Linked DNA regions of Gossypium hirsutum: regions 1 and 2 are each linked to region 3. A link is a contact called in public Hi-C data. All regions are on one chromosome and are shown on one strand. Each heading gives the region's core, a stretch centred on a gene start, on an enhancer-like site or on the middle of the called end of the contact. The rest is flanking DNA. Distances are from core to core; before and after follow the strand shown.

Region 1 (4,050 bases), core at 325-2,824, 190 kb before region 3:
AATATTTTGATACCCAATCAAGAGAAACAAAGATGAAACCTGTTCTATTAAAAGATAATGGGAATGGAATTTTGAAAATGGAGTTGTATGCAATTCTTTAGCCATTATCTAAGTTAGATACATTGAAATAATAAAAATCCAAAAAAAAACGCACAAGCGCAATTATACAATAATTCCATTGAAATCAATTTTAAAAGCAACAAATCCATATACACTATAAAAAAAAGTAACAATGAATAACATAAAATAGCAATTCAATAGAAACTACTGAAAAATAAAAGATTCATATTAGTGCAAAAGGCTCACAATTTAATAAAAAAGTATCGAACAAATTAAGAATTAGGAGATTAGATCTATAAACCAAAACCCATTATAAGAACCTGTACAGATCTAGGGGATTTGAAATTTGAGTCTCAATTAAAACTTACCGAATCTTGGATCTTGCGAGACATCCAAAAAATGCTTCACTTCTTTTTTCAGTGGATCAAGCTATCAGGAATTTCCAATTTTGAAGAGAAAAAGGTTTTGGGTGTGCGAAGCAGGTTGGGAGGAAATGTGATTAAAAGAAAATTAAATTAAGTGTAGAAGAGATAAAGTTGAGGAAAAAAACATGAAAAAGGGAGAGGCCTAAATCACCATTTAGTGCGAAGAGAACTGAATGGTATGATGCATTTTGAGTTGAATAATCCCGTAATGGAATATGACTGTAATAGCTTGTTACAACCAACCAAACAATGGTTTAGTAATAGGCCCACTGAATTAGGCTGCAATACATTACTATTACAACCAACCAAATATAATGTTAAATTTTTATGGATTATATAATCTTCTCTACAATACTTAAATTTTTATGGATTATATAATCTCAAACCTTCTATGCTAAACTAAAAATAAATGAAAAGATACTTGAATTAATTGCATGTTCTTCATTTGATAAAAAAGTGATGAAATAATTTACGAGTTTTGTTTGAAATAGAAGATAAAATTAATTAATTACAATGATTTTTCTTTACTTTTAGCTTAGCATGGAAGATTCAATATCACATAATTAAAAGAAATTTGGTTTCATGAAAAACTATTAAAGATAATAATTTTCATTGATAAATTTTTAAATATTAATATTTAAAATTTTATATTTCAAAATTCAAATTTAGAATTTTTGGCAATGAAATAGACACATAAAATTTGTTTATTATTTTAGTTTTTACTAATTTTTTTATTTTAGTATTTGATTTTTTAACTCAATCAATATTTTACAAAGATATTTTTTGGGTGACCGAAATGAAAGCGACTTAAAAGTCGGATGACTAAAATGAAAGTGTAAACATAATATGGCGTGTATAGTTAACGCTTAGTTGACTAAAATGGAAGCACCCTAAATGTTGGGTGACCAAATTGGAAGGATTTTATATAGGTGACCAAAATGAAAGCATCTTAAAAGTTGGGTGATCAACTAGTTAGTTTACCCTAAAAAGTTTTGAACAACTGTCACGTGGCAAAAAAGTAAAAGGGCAGGAGCTGTTAAAATTTTCAGGCGGATTGTTCCCTATAAATGCCCTCCACCTTTGATAAAATTACTTCCTTCCTCTTTAACCTTCTTCTTCCCCATTCATCCTCTCTTTTCTGCACCTCAAATTTCCAATAATAATAATAATGGAAAACCAAAACCCGCTCCAAAATGGAGCTCTTGAGGGTGCCGCTGGAAACGGTGGTCGCAGTGGTGATGGATCGGCTCTGATCTTTCTTGGAACCGGCTGCTCCAGTGCCGTCCCAAACGCTATGTGCTTGATTCAGCCCTCTGATCCTCCCTGTCAAGTCTGCTCCCAATCCCTCTCCATTCCCCCCGATCGTAACCCTAATTACAGGTCTCCTTTCCCCTTTATTTTTTCCATAAAATTTAATTGTGCATACAATTTCTTCTATACCGCAGATCTAAACTTTTCCGTGCATTTTGTTCACTAGTCATTCTTGTGTGATATCAATATTGTCTTGATATTTGTTAAATAATTTATGAAATATCGTTGGTAACTTGTTGCTGTTAATTTAGTAGTCAAAGAAAATAACTTAGTTTAAGTTTGGTATTGATTCATTTGTTTATTATACCCAATTCCTGCACAAGTCCTCACAATTAACGTGCAAAAGTAAATTTTTTGACAATGACAAAAATATTGATAATTCAAGTACTATAATAACTGATATAAAAAATATTTTAATACTGTAATTTCTTGGATAAAAATGCATTTTATAATAGATTCTGTTAATTGAAGAAATCTTAATGTAAAAATAAAATATTTTTGCGATGCGATTTAGGAATATAATTAACAATCTTGTTCATTTTCACAAGTTCAAATGATTCTCCACATCTGTGCTTTCATTATGTGATAATTTCTGGTTATAGTTTCTCAAAGAAATTTAAGGTTTTCCAGCTTTGATTTTTTTTATCCTTTCAGGTGCAATACATCTTTGCTTATAGATTATTGTTCCAGCGATGGTATACGCAATTATATTATTATTGATGTGGGCAAGACATTTAGGGAACAAGTTCTTCGGTGGTTCACTTTCCACAAGATTCCTCGAGTAGATTCTGTGAGTTTAAGCTTGGCATAGTGACCATCTTATATTTAGTTTATTGACTAGTGCAATTCCAAACTAGTACTAATTTTCCTTTTGTGAACTCTAGATTGTTTTGACTCATGAACATGCTGATGCAATTCTTGGTTTGGATGATATTCGTGCCATCCAACCTCATAGTCCTACTAACGATATTGATCCCACCGCCATTTACCTAACTCGACATTCAATGGATAGGTATAATATGAATTTTTATTCTTGGTTTTATTGTGCATAAATACTTTTCTATCTCCAGTTATGCAGATACATTACCAATATATATGTTGTTCATATATTTGTATAATATGAGAGATTGGTATAATATGCTCTAAATAGCAAAGTCAAAAGTAAGGTTTCAAGACATTAGAATTGGAGCAGATTGTCCAAACTGGCTGTAAATTGTAGAAAGGATGTCTTACGTTTTATGCTGTCCTATCTCAAGCAAACCTTGGCTGATGTTTTCTTTGTTTGTGTCCAACAGCATTGCCACAAAATTTCCGTATTTGGTTCAGAAGAAACTTAGAGAAGGCCAAGAAGTAAGGCGGGTGGCACAGCTTGACTGGAAGATAATAGAGGAGCACTATGACAAACCGTTTGTTGCATCAGGACTGAAATTTTTTCCGTTGCCAGTCAGTCCCCTGTCTCCTTAGATAATATAACATCTCTGCCATCTCTAATTCATATGTCTAAGTGCTTGATTGTACCTTTGATATAGGTGATGCATGGAGAAGATTATCTCTGTTTAGGTTATCTTTTCGGTGAAAAGTGTAAAGTGGCTTATATATCTGATGTTTCACGTTTTCCTTCAAACACGGAGTATGGTAGGTGCTGCATTTTCTCCTTTTCTTGTATGCTAACATACATTTACACCTTCAAACATTTTCATTTTATTGGTGATGTTAAATGTAGAGGTGAGACTTCTATCTGCTACTTTGTCATCTTGATGAGCTTGTAAATGTTAGCATTGTATGCATGTTAGATTTTTTTTCATGTGTTAATAATCAAGGAAATATATGGATTGCTGTAAAGCTAGCGTCACACATCAGTATATCCTTCAAGCTTTTAATTCTTTTCTCTTTCTTTTACTGATAATAGGTTGTATTCTTAGTGAGACCACTTTCCAGCAAGTTTCACAAACAGGAAACCTTTTTATGACTTGACCTAAAAATGAAGATAAGATGCTTAGAGATCATCCTTTTACTGAGTGTTCTGGTCATCTTTTACGTTAAGAGGGACTTGGTGAAAGCAAAGCACATGTTCTCTCACTTCCAAGTTTTTGGTGTTCCAAGACTTTTCCTTTTTTCTGAATGATTTGCTTTTGATCTGAGTTTTCATGGTAAATAAACTATGACATAAATTGTATTTGATCAGTTATTTCCAAAAATGGTGCTGGACAATTGGATCTTTTGATATTGGATTGTTTATACAAGGTATGTCTCT
Region 2 (3,915 bases), core at 394-2,893, 240 kb after region 3:
ACTTATTTAAAAGTTGTAGAAGGTTTTTAATTTACACAATTTGATTCACAAGAAACAAAACTAGATATGCCCCAATATTAAAAATATACGTACATAATGCCCATCCTGTGAAAACCAGAGCATTGAGTCAAATTTTGATATAAAATACGGACTGTGATAGATCCAAGAAATTAAGCCTTCTCAATGAACGGAAATGTACCGGTTGAGTTCAAAGAGCATGAATCAGCAAGGATGTGAACCCATTAACTCAAAACTTTATAGTAAACATATTTCCAAGCTGAAAATGTTCATATCTGAACTAAAGAAGGCAGTAATCTAATCAACGTGGATACTGCTACACTAATCTTCTTTCTGCCCGTCAATAAAAGGAATTCATGTTTGCTAGCCACAAAATTACCAACAATACACAATCCAAGAGCTAACAGAATTTCACATGCCAAAACTTTTAAAAGATGAAAAATAGAAGGGGTAAGTGGGTAAGTATATATATACCATTTGAAGGTAATCCTGAAATTCCTTTATCTTTCTAATGTGATCTTCATCCTCTCTGTGCGTATCCATAAGCTCCATACTGGAATCTGGTTCTTCCAACAATGTGGTTCCTGCTTCTCGATAGAGCTCATCCATTACATTGTTTATGTTATCTGATTCTTCTGTTTGCTCCCAAGATAGACAATTGTCATAGGCATCAGTATATTGGATTATCTTATGGATTGTGTCAAAAGACAGAGGGCTATTGCCACCAAATTTCATATGCTTGTTATTGACTAGGAATAAGAAGAAATGAAAAAGAAATGAATAAAAACTGAAGAAACAAGGAAAGAAGATTTTGAACGAGTTATGCAGGAGTAAGACCATACTCCATAGTCTCAAACAAAGGGCTCAGTGACAGGGATGTTTATGTCTATCTCAAGCAAATTTGACTTTGTTTTGCTTGAGAACCACAGAAAAACGTTTTTCATTGTAATATGAAGGACAACAAAAATCGGTTTTTTTAAAGCTTAGCAAATTGTGTAGCTGAAGGATTTATTACACAACAAAGGAATCTCTCTGTTATTGTGTAGCCTAAGGATTATGTACCAGAGATGGCTATTCAAATCTCCCATATCACAAAAAGTTCCTCCAACCACGCTAAAACTCTCCTTAGCATCTAGAATATCAATAGTGTGCAAAGCAATATACAATTTAACTAGTAAAATTTTACAAGTCACCATGAAATCCTCAGATTCTAGCGTAAAATGATTTTATTTAATCATACTCAAGATAGACTAACTTGGTATCAGAAAACAAATCATTCAAATACCTTGAATACAAAAAATAATAATAATAAAGTACCATGATTTATAATCCAGCCAGATAAAGTAGGAAAATGCATTGGGGTTCTTTCTTCTTTGCGGCATTCTGCCAATGGGAGTAAGTTTTCAGATAAATATTACCAGTTAAAATTGAAAAAAATTTAAGCCAAATGAAAATGTAACAGCTTACTAGAAGAACCAAGCGTATCAAGCGAATCCATTCTCGTCTAAAAAAGAAAAAAGATTGTTTGAATTGGACAATCCTACCTGCCCTTCAGCTCCATAGCAGTTTACTTACTTTTCATATTTTTGTCAGCCTATCTCCATGAAACATGCGCAAGTTACAAGTTTACCCCCTGATTTAAAATGATTTAACATGGGCTAGGCCCAAGAAAATTGCAATTCGAGATTCGAGATTTTATTGGTCTTCCTTTGAAAGCCCTCTTTCTTTTCCTTTTTCCCCTTATCCATTTTAACCGAGAGATAGTTTGATCAAATCTATATTGACATAAAAAGTAAAATTTTGAGTCATTAAATATTGAATGCAGTGCTAAGACACATTGTATTTTCAATAAAAGAACGGAGTTCGAATCTTAAAAATAATATTATTGAGAAAGACAATCCTGAATCCCAAACATAAAAGTACCAAAGAGAGAGTAAATTTTGAAGCTTTAAAAAATTTAGAATTCAAGAAAACATGAGTTGAATAAGATTTAAACTTAAAACACCCAAACTTTTAACTTAGAGTCTGTTTGATTGACGGAAATAATTTTTTGGAAAATTATTTCTAACTTTTTCGATGTTTGTTTGGCGGAAAATATTTTTCATTTAGAAAATCAACGGGTAAAATTACTTACAATTTAGGAAAAATGTCATCTCCTTTCAATTTTCCTAAGACGTTTTACTGGCTTTCCTCTCTATCGATTTTTCCAGTCCTTCCTTCTTCATTCCTTCATTTCTGTTAGAAAACTTCATTCTTATCTTTTTCCAGTAATCCCCCACTCTCCTCCTTCATTCCTTTATTCCTCTCTGTCGATTATCACCATGGTTTTCTGTGGGTTCGAACTCGTATTGGAACCTGGACGAATGGATATCGCAGCTGCTGCAGTGCAAGCCTTTATCGGAGCAGTAGGTAACGGATCTGTTTCAAATTTCCTCATTTGCGATTTGATCCATTTTTTGTTTAGTATTTTCTCTGTATGTGGTCAGATCCATTTTTTGCCACCGATCCATTTTTGTTTAGGAAGAAAATTTCTTCATTTTGACATGTGTTGTCCTGGTTTTGTTATTTTATAGTAATAAATTACAAGACATGGACTAAAATTCATTTTCCTCTTACACCATTTTCGAATGCCTAGTATCCTTCTGTCTGAATTTCCCTTTTCAAATGTAGGTGTTTTTGTGGTTTTTCTTTACCCCACACATATAGATACGAGATTATGATCCTTCAAATCCTTCAAATTGTAAGGAAAAACGAAACAATGATAAGATCTTTATTGAATTATGTTTTTGTTCCACTTGCTTTCACTGATATTGATTCGTTTGTTTGTTCGTTTGTTTGAAAATGTGTTGCCTGTTTTCACTGATAATGATCCATTTTGTTCGTTCATTTTCTCGTATGCTAACCATATTCAATTGACTAAAGAATTGGTTTTTGAGACTAGAAATTAATAGCCTCAAAATGTTCTTAGAGGGTAGAAATTAATAGCCTGAATAATAGAACGCTCTCTGTTAAAGAGCGAGGTGCTATAATTTGAGTTTTACTGAGATTTCTTTGCATATTTCCATCAACTTCATGTAAAAACGAAAGGTTTCATCAATTTAATCTAAAACTACTCCCCTACCATCTATATTTCAACAGATATATATTGACATACTAATTAGTTTATTTAGCATAGAAGATTTGCAAGGAAGTTGATATTTATTGACATACTAATTAATAACACACTAAAAAAGAGAGTCAAGAAGCTTGATCAACAGGAGAAGGGAAGGGAAGAAAGAAACATAGTGACAGTGCTGTAGTCTCAAGTAACACGACTACCTTCTTTTCCTCATAAACAAATTGCTGGCATATCTAAGAAGTTCTCCACTGCATCTCGAATTGAATCCGACTGTTCTTAGAGTCGATCAGATGATACCTTTCATTGATTCTTCTGTTATTCACAACATCAGGTAGGCTTATAGTAACATAACCCAAAGATTCCTGGTCATACATGTAAACAAGTATTATTATTCGAGTACACAAAACATGTATTTATATTTCAAACAGACAATGAGAAAATAAGCCTGTTATGCACCTTGGGATGCAGTAGCCCTATCCTGGAAGATGTACTGAACGCTTCGATGTGAATTTTATCATTCGTGGGTGGTTCATCCACCATAAACTGAAATTCTTCTTCCCATCTCGGATCTCTGCTTTTCTTTACATGCTGTGTTGTCGAAATTCAAGCAGGCACAAATAAGATTCATAGTCAATAATGCATACTGAAAATTGCTAGTTTTAAATATCAACTACCAATGTTTGGTTACAATTTGAACATATATGCCCTGGCATGATACATCAAATATTTCCAAAGATTTTAAATGGTTGCATCAACTGTTGCAGCTAATGTTCTTGCTG
Region 3 (3,938 bases), core at 1,235-3,734:
AAAGGCTAAGGGTTGATACTTAGTTAATTAAACAAAATCAATACACACAAACAATAAAAAAGAAAACATGAATACAAAGGTTAAGCAAAGGCATAATACCATGCAACCATCTGAAAATTAATTCTAGAATCTCATATTGAGATGCTTCTCTTGTACTTATCTTACAACATAACCACTGAGGCACAGAACACTTCCTCAATGTGATTTAAATAAACAAAGAACTATAGATCACTTCTTCAAAATCCTAAATTCAATCATATTCTACAAATATTTTCCCTATTTTTCAGCATCTATCACTAGAAGAGTATCACTTTTCGGTCATAGTACCTAGTTTCTTAAAACTTTTAAATCAATTAGGGCATTTATGGTGTTAGAGGTGCGAAGAGCAAAATAAATAATTTCAAACAAGGAAAAAGGACTAACTTACTGAAATAATATACAAAAATTTCATTCCACTATCTACTAGCAAGCTGTTTGAAGATGTGGCAAAAGCCGACACAGCAGACACAAAGTGAGGTGACAGAGGCAAGTTCTCATCAACTTCCATGGAGTCAAAAACAGCCTTTCTAGCCCTCCTAAAATTCAACTCCAGAACTTCCTCAAGATACGGACGCAAGAGCACCAGAAGCAACTTCGAGAGTTTCAACCCTTGTGATTCCAGCAATAAGCAGTAGTTAAGGCTGTCCTGAACACAAATGCTAGCTGCACGTAGTGCAGAAATTGTCTCTGAAGGTGGTGCATTTTCCTTCACCAAACGTACAAAAAATTCAATTTCCCACTCTGCCCACTGAACAACTCTATTGGTATAGACAGGATTGTCGCCAAATATCAAACCAGATTCTCTTGTTGTTAATGAGATCATAGAAAAGACAAGCCTGGACAGTGCGGCAGGAAATGTCTTTGGACAGACAGAACATGAAGGAAGAAAACCCTCAATGTTTTTCTGCAGGCGGGAACCACGAGACTTCAGAAGTAATAATTGTGCTGAAGGACCTTTCCCAAGCTTAATTAAACCAGATAATGCCTTCTTTAGTTCATTAGCACTAACTGCAGGTAGTTCAGCAATCTCAGTAAGCTGATCCTCAAGCATTGCCTTCCTTTCTAGAAATGAAGACTTGTAGGAAGATGATTCAGTTGAAGAATCTCCAGAGAAATTTTTCTCTTCAGCCTCTAAAGCCTCCAGTGCTTCTTCAACTTTATGTTCAGCCAAAAGAACATCGATTTTCTCCAGGAATTTTTTCTTGGGGTCATCCATTTCTTCTTGAACATCATCGACCTTAGGGTCTAGTGGTGTGTCATTAGTATCAGCATTTTCCTGGTTCGACTCTTCCAGTTCACGACACACCCCAGTCATTAGATCCTGCACAATAATCCCTTGAGAAGAGATATGCTTTCGTAGCTCAACCAACTCGTGCTCCATTTCAACAACTTCTTCAGACATTCTACAGTTACCATTACAATCAAACTTACTCAACCGAAATAAATAAAACAATAATTAGAAACTTTTCAACTTGATTTTCATTTATCATAAAAAGGTAAATAGGAACAGTTTTATTTGACCTCAAGAAAGCCAAGTATGTTGTGCGCCTATTCCCACATAAGTTTTCCACAGCATCTTTCAAATCCAAAAGCTCACAGCAAAGTTTTCTGATCCCCTGCATTACCAAAATGTCCAAAATTACATATAAAGAATATGCAAGATGTCAAATCAGGAAATCATGGCTGAAACAGGTAAATGCATGCATGCTTGTAAAAGGACGAACTAGGGGCAGGAAAAACAAGGGAAAAATAGTTTTTTTTTTTTCATATTTGTTCCCCATTTTCCCAGTGTTTAATCAATAAAGCATATAAAATAATAGACAGATAAATTATCCATTTTTACTACGCCATCAAATAAATAAGTGATTTTGATAGATTCCACTTAGTGCGAAGAAACCCAAGCAACGAAATCCCTGGGAATACCTTTCTTTCTTACTTCCAACATAGAAAAACAAAGAAAAACAAGCTATAATTTTTCCCTGAAATTTGACTAGAACCCAAATTAAAGTAAAGAAATCCACAGTAAAAGAGAAAGTCGAGGTAGAGAAATGGGGAACAAAGCAGAAGAAAACCGAGAAGTTTGAATCCAAGATCTAAAATGGAAAAACATTTTAACAAAGAGTGGGAAACAATCAAACAAATAGAAGACCTTTTCAGTATGGGATTGGTGAACAGAATCAATCTTGGACTGGGGAGTGATGCTCTCAATGGAAGGGAAGTCATCATCTTCTTCACTGCTCTCCATCATTCGATCAAAGAGTAAAACAGATAGTGTGAATTATTGGTTTTAATGAGAGAGTTTGAGAAGTAGCATCATATCGTTTATCGCGAGGAGGGCGGGCTGACTACGGACCAAACTGCAAAAAGCAACATGTTAATATGCTGTTGCCTTTTGCTGCCACTTTCCAACATGTTTAGTCTTTAATCTCTTTACTTTTCTAACTATATTTTTTATATCGGATATCAAATTAGTTTTTATTCTTTGAAATTGTGAAATTTACCATAATAATATACATTAAGTAAAAATAAATTACTTTTATAGCCAATGAGCCGTCTTAGCTCAGCCGGTAGAGCGCGTGGCTTTTAACCACGTGGTCGTGGGTTCGATTCCCACAGACGGTGAAAATTTTATAATTTTTCAGTTTTCGCTTTTACTTCCTCCACGAGACAGAAAGATTATGCTCGTGTTCCAGTGCAATGCATAAGCATCTTATCTCTGTGCGCCCCCATCATCCCACCCTCCATTTTCCTTTCCGGAAAACTGTATCATCATCACTGCTTGTCCCCGGCAAATTCCTTCACCGTAGCATGATTTCTTTTGGGTAAACTACAGCGTAAGTCACTCAACTATAGGTTTATTTTTTTTTTGGCCACTCAATTAATTAATTGTGATTGTATTTTGATTCTAGGTTAAATACCGTTAAAATTAAAAATTAATATAATAATAAATTTAGTCCTCAAACTTCTATATTTTATATCGATTTAATCATATTTTAAAAAATAATAACCCTCAACCCTCTTCGTCTCTCCTCTGTTGCCATTGCTCCTCTTTCCTGTCTCTAGTTGTATGCTTGGACTGTTACCGCCTATCAGTAACTTTTACGAGTCTATCAACAGCATTCAAGCTCACAAAGAAGGCATACGGTGGAAACATACACCATATAAAAACACATGTTTCTTTCTTAATGATTAGAGAGAAGAATTAGAAGCCTCAGAGGTCTACTGTTTCCCTGATTTTGATGCATTTCAGAAGAATAAAAAATAAATTAAATAAAAATGGCAGAAAAAATATAGATTGAGAGTTGATATATGTTTTTGCTAAGCCAGACTATCATCCCCTTCTCATCTGCATTTTAGGTTCTTTTCTATTTTCGCCATATTGTATTTGTTTCAGCTCTTTTATTTTTCTTTTTTTTAGCTTCGGGTGTTAAAATGATTGGATCTTTATTTGAAGCTAGTTTGATTTCAAAGGAAGGAGAAGAGAGATGAAGTTGATTTTTTTTTTTAAATATTACTCAATTGATAAAATATATAAAAATTGAAGGTTAAATTTAATATTATACTATTTTTTTAATTGTTACGTCACCATCCCATAAAATAGGGCAAAAAATACCATAAAAAGCCATTCTTTTTTAAATTTACGGAAATGGGCCCGGTATATTATTATTTACCAGAATGGGTCATTTTCCCCGAAAGCGCATCCACGTCAGCCGATTTCGCGGGACGTGTCAGGAAAACGCATCCCTGAGGGCGCGCTTTGTTTACGTGGCAACAAAACGCATCCACGTAAGCGCGCTGATGTGGGCGTGTTTTGTTCCGCACGTAAACAGTGCTAACGTTCATTTTTTTTACTGTTGCCCCCCCAACGGTAAAAAAAAACCTATAAAACCCCCCACCCT

What was found. A called contact is a pair of places that touch in the nucleus more often than the background predicts.
Region 1: a Hi-C map of leaf shows a contact between it and region 3, with 2.4 times the contacts expected there. The contact joins the promoter of LOC107901869 here to the promoter of LOC107901863 in region 3. A contact is called at or near these places in 2 of 34 Hi-C or Micro-C datasets (both in leaf).
Region 2: a contact with region 3 is called in a Hi-C map of leaf, with 2.0 times the contacts expected there. The contact joins the promoter of LOC107901855 here to the promoter of LOC107901863 in region 3. A contact is called at or near these places in 3 of 34 Hi-C or Micro-C datasets (all in leaf).

Annotation. Positions count from the first base shown.
Region 1 is chrD06:52,728,530-52,732,579 of Gossypium_hirsutum_v2.1, forward strand. LOC107901869 (putative hydrolase C777.06c) reads left to right here and starts at 1,575. Exons shown (of 10, transcript XM_016828030.2): 1 at 1,575-1,865; 2 at 2,451-2,586; 3 at 2,681-2,808; 4 at 3,092-3,239; 5 at 3,326-3,431; 6 at 3,982-4,040. The coding sequence starts at 1,654. It overlaps LOC107901870 (a long non-coding RNA gene), which reads right to left and starts at 766. Exons shown (of 4, transcript XR_001685479.2): 1 at 429-766.
Region 2 is chrD06:53,159,164-53,163,078 of Gossypium_hirsutum_v2.1, forward strand. It overlaps LOC107901855 (pyrophosphate--fructose 6-phosphate 1-phosphotransferase subunit alpha), which reads right to left and starts at 1,644. Exons shown (of 4, transcript XM_016828014.2): 1 at 1,486-1,644; 2 at 1,336-1,401; 3 at 493-653. The coding sequence starts at 1,516. LOC107901854 (a long non-coding RNA gene) reads left to right here and starts at 1,874. Exons shown (of 2, transcript XR_005914606.1): 1 at 1,874-2,427.
Region 3 is chrD06:52,917,360-52,921,297 of Gossypium_hirsutum_v2.1, forward strand. LOC107901863 (exocyst complex component EXO84C) reads right to left here and starts at 2,485. Exons shown (of 7, transcript XM_016828020.2): 1 at 2,189-2,485; 2 at 1,561-1,655; 3 at 428-1,442. The coding sequence starts at 2,287. TRNAK-UUU (transfer RNA lysine (anticodon UUU)) reads left to right here and starts at 2,589; the gene lies at 2,589-2,661.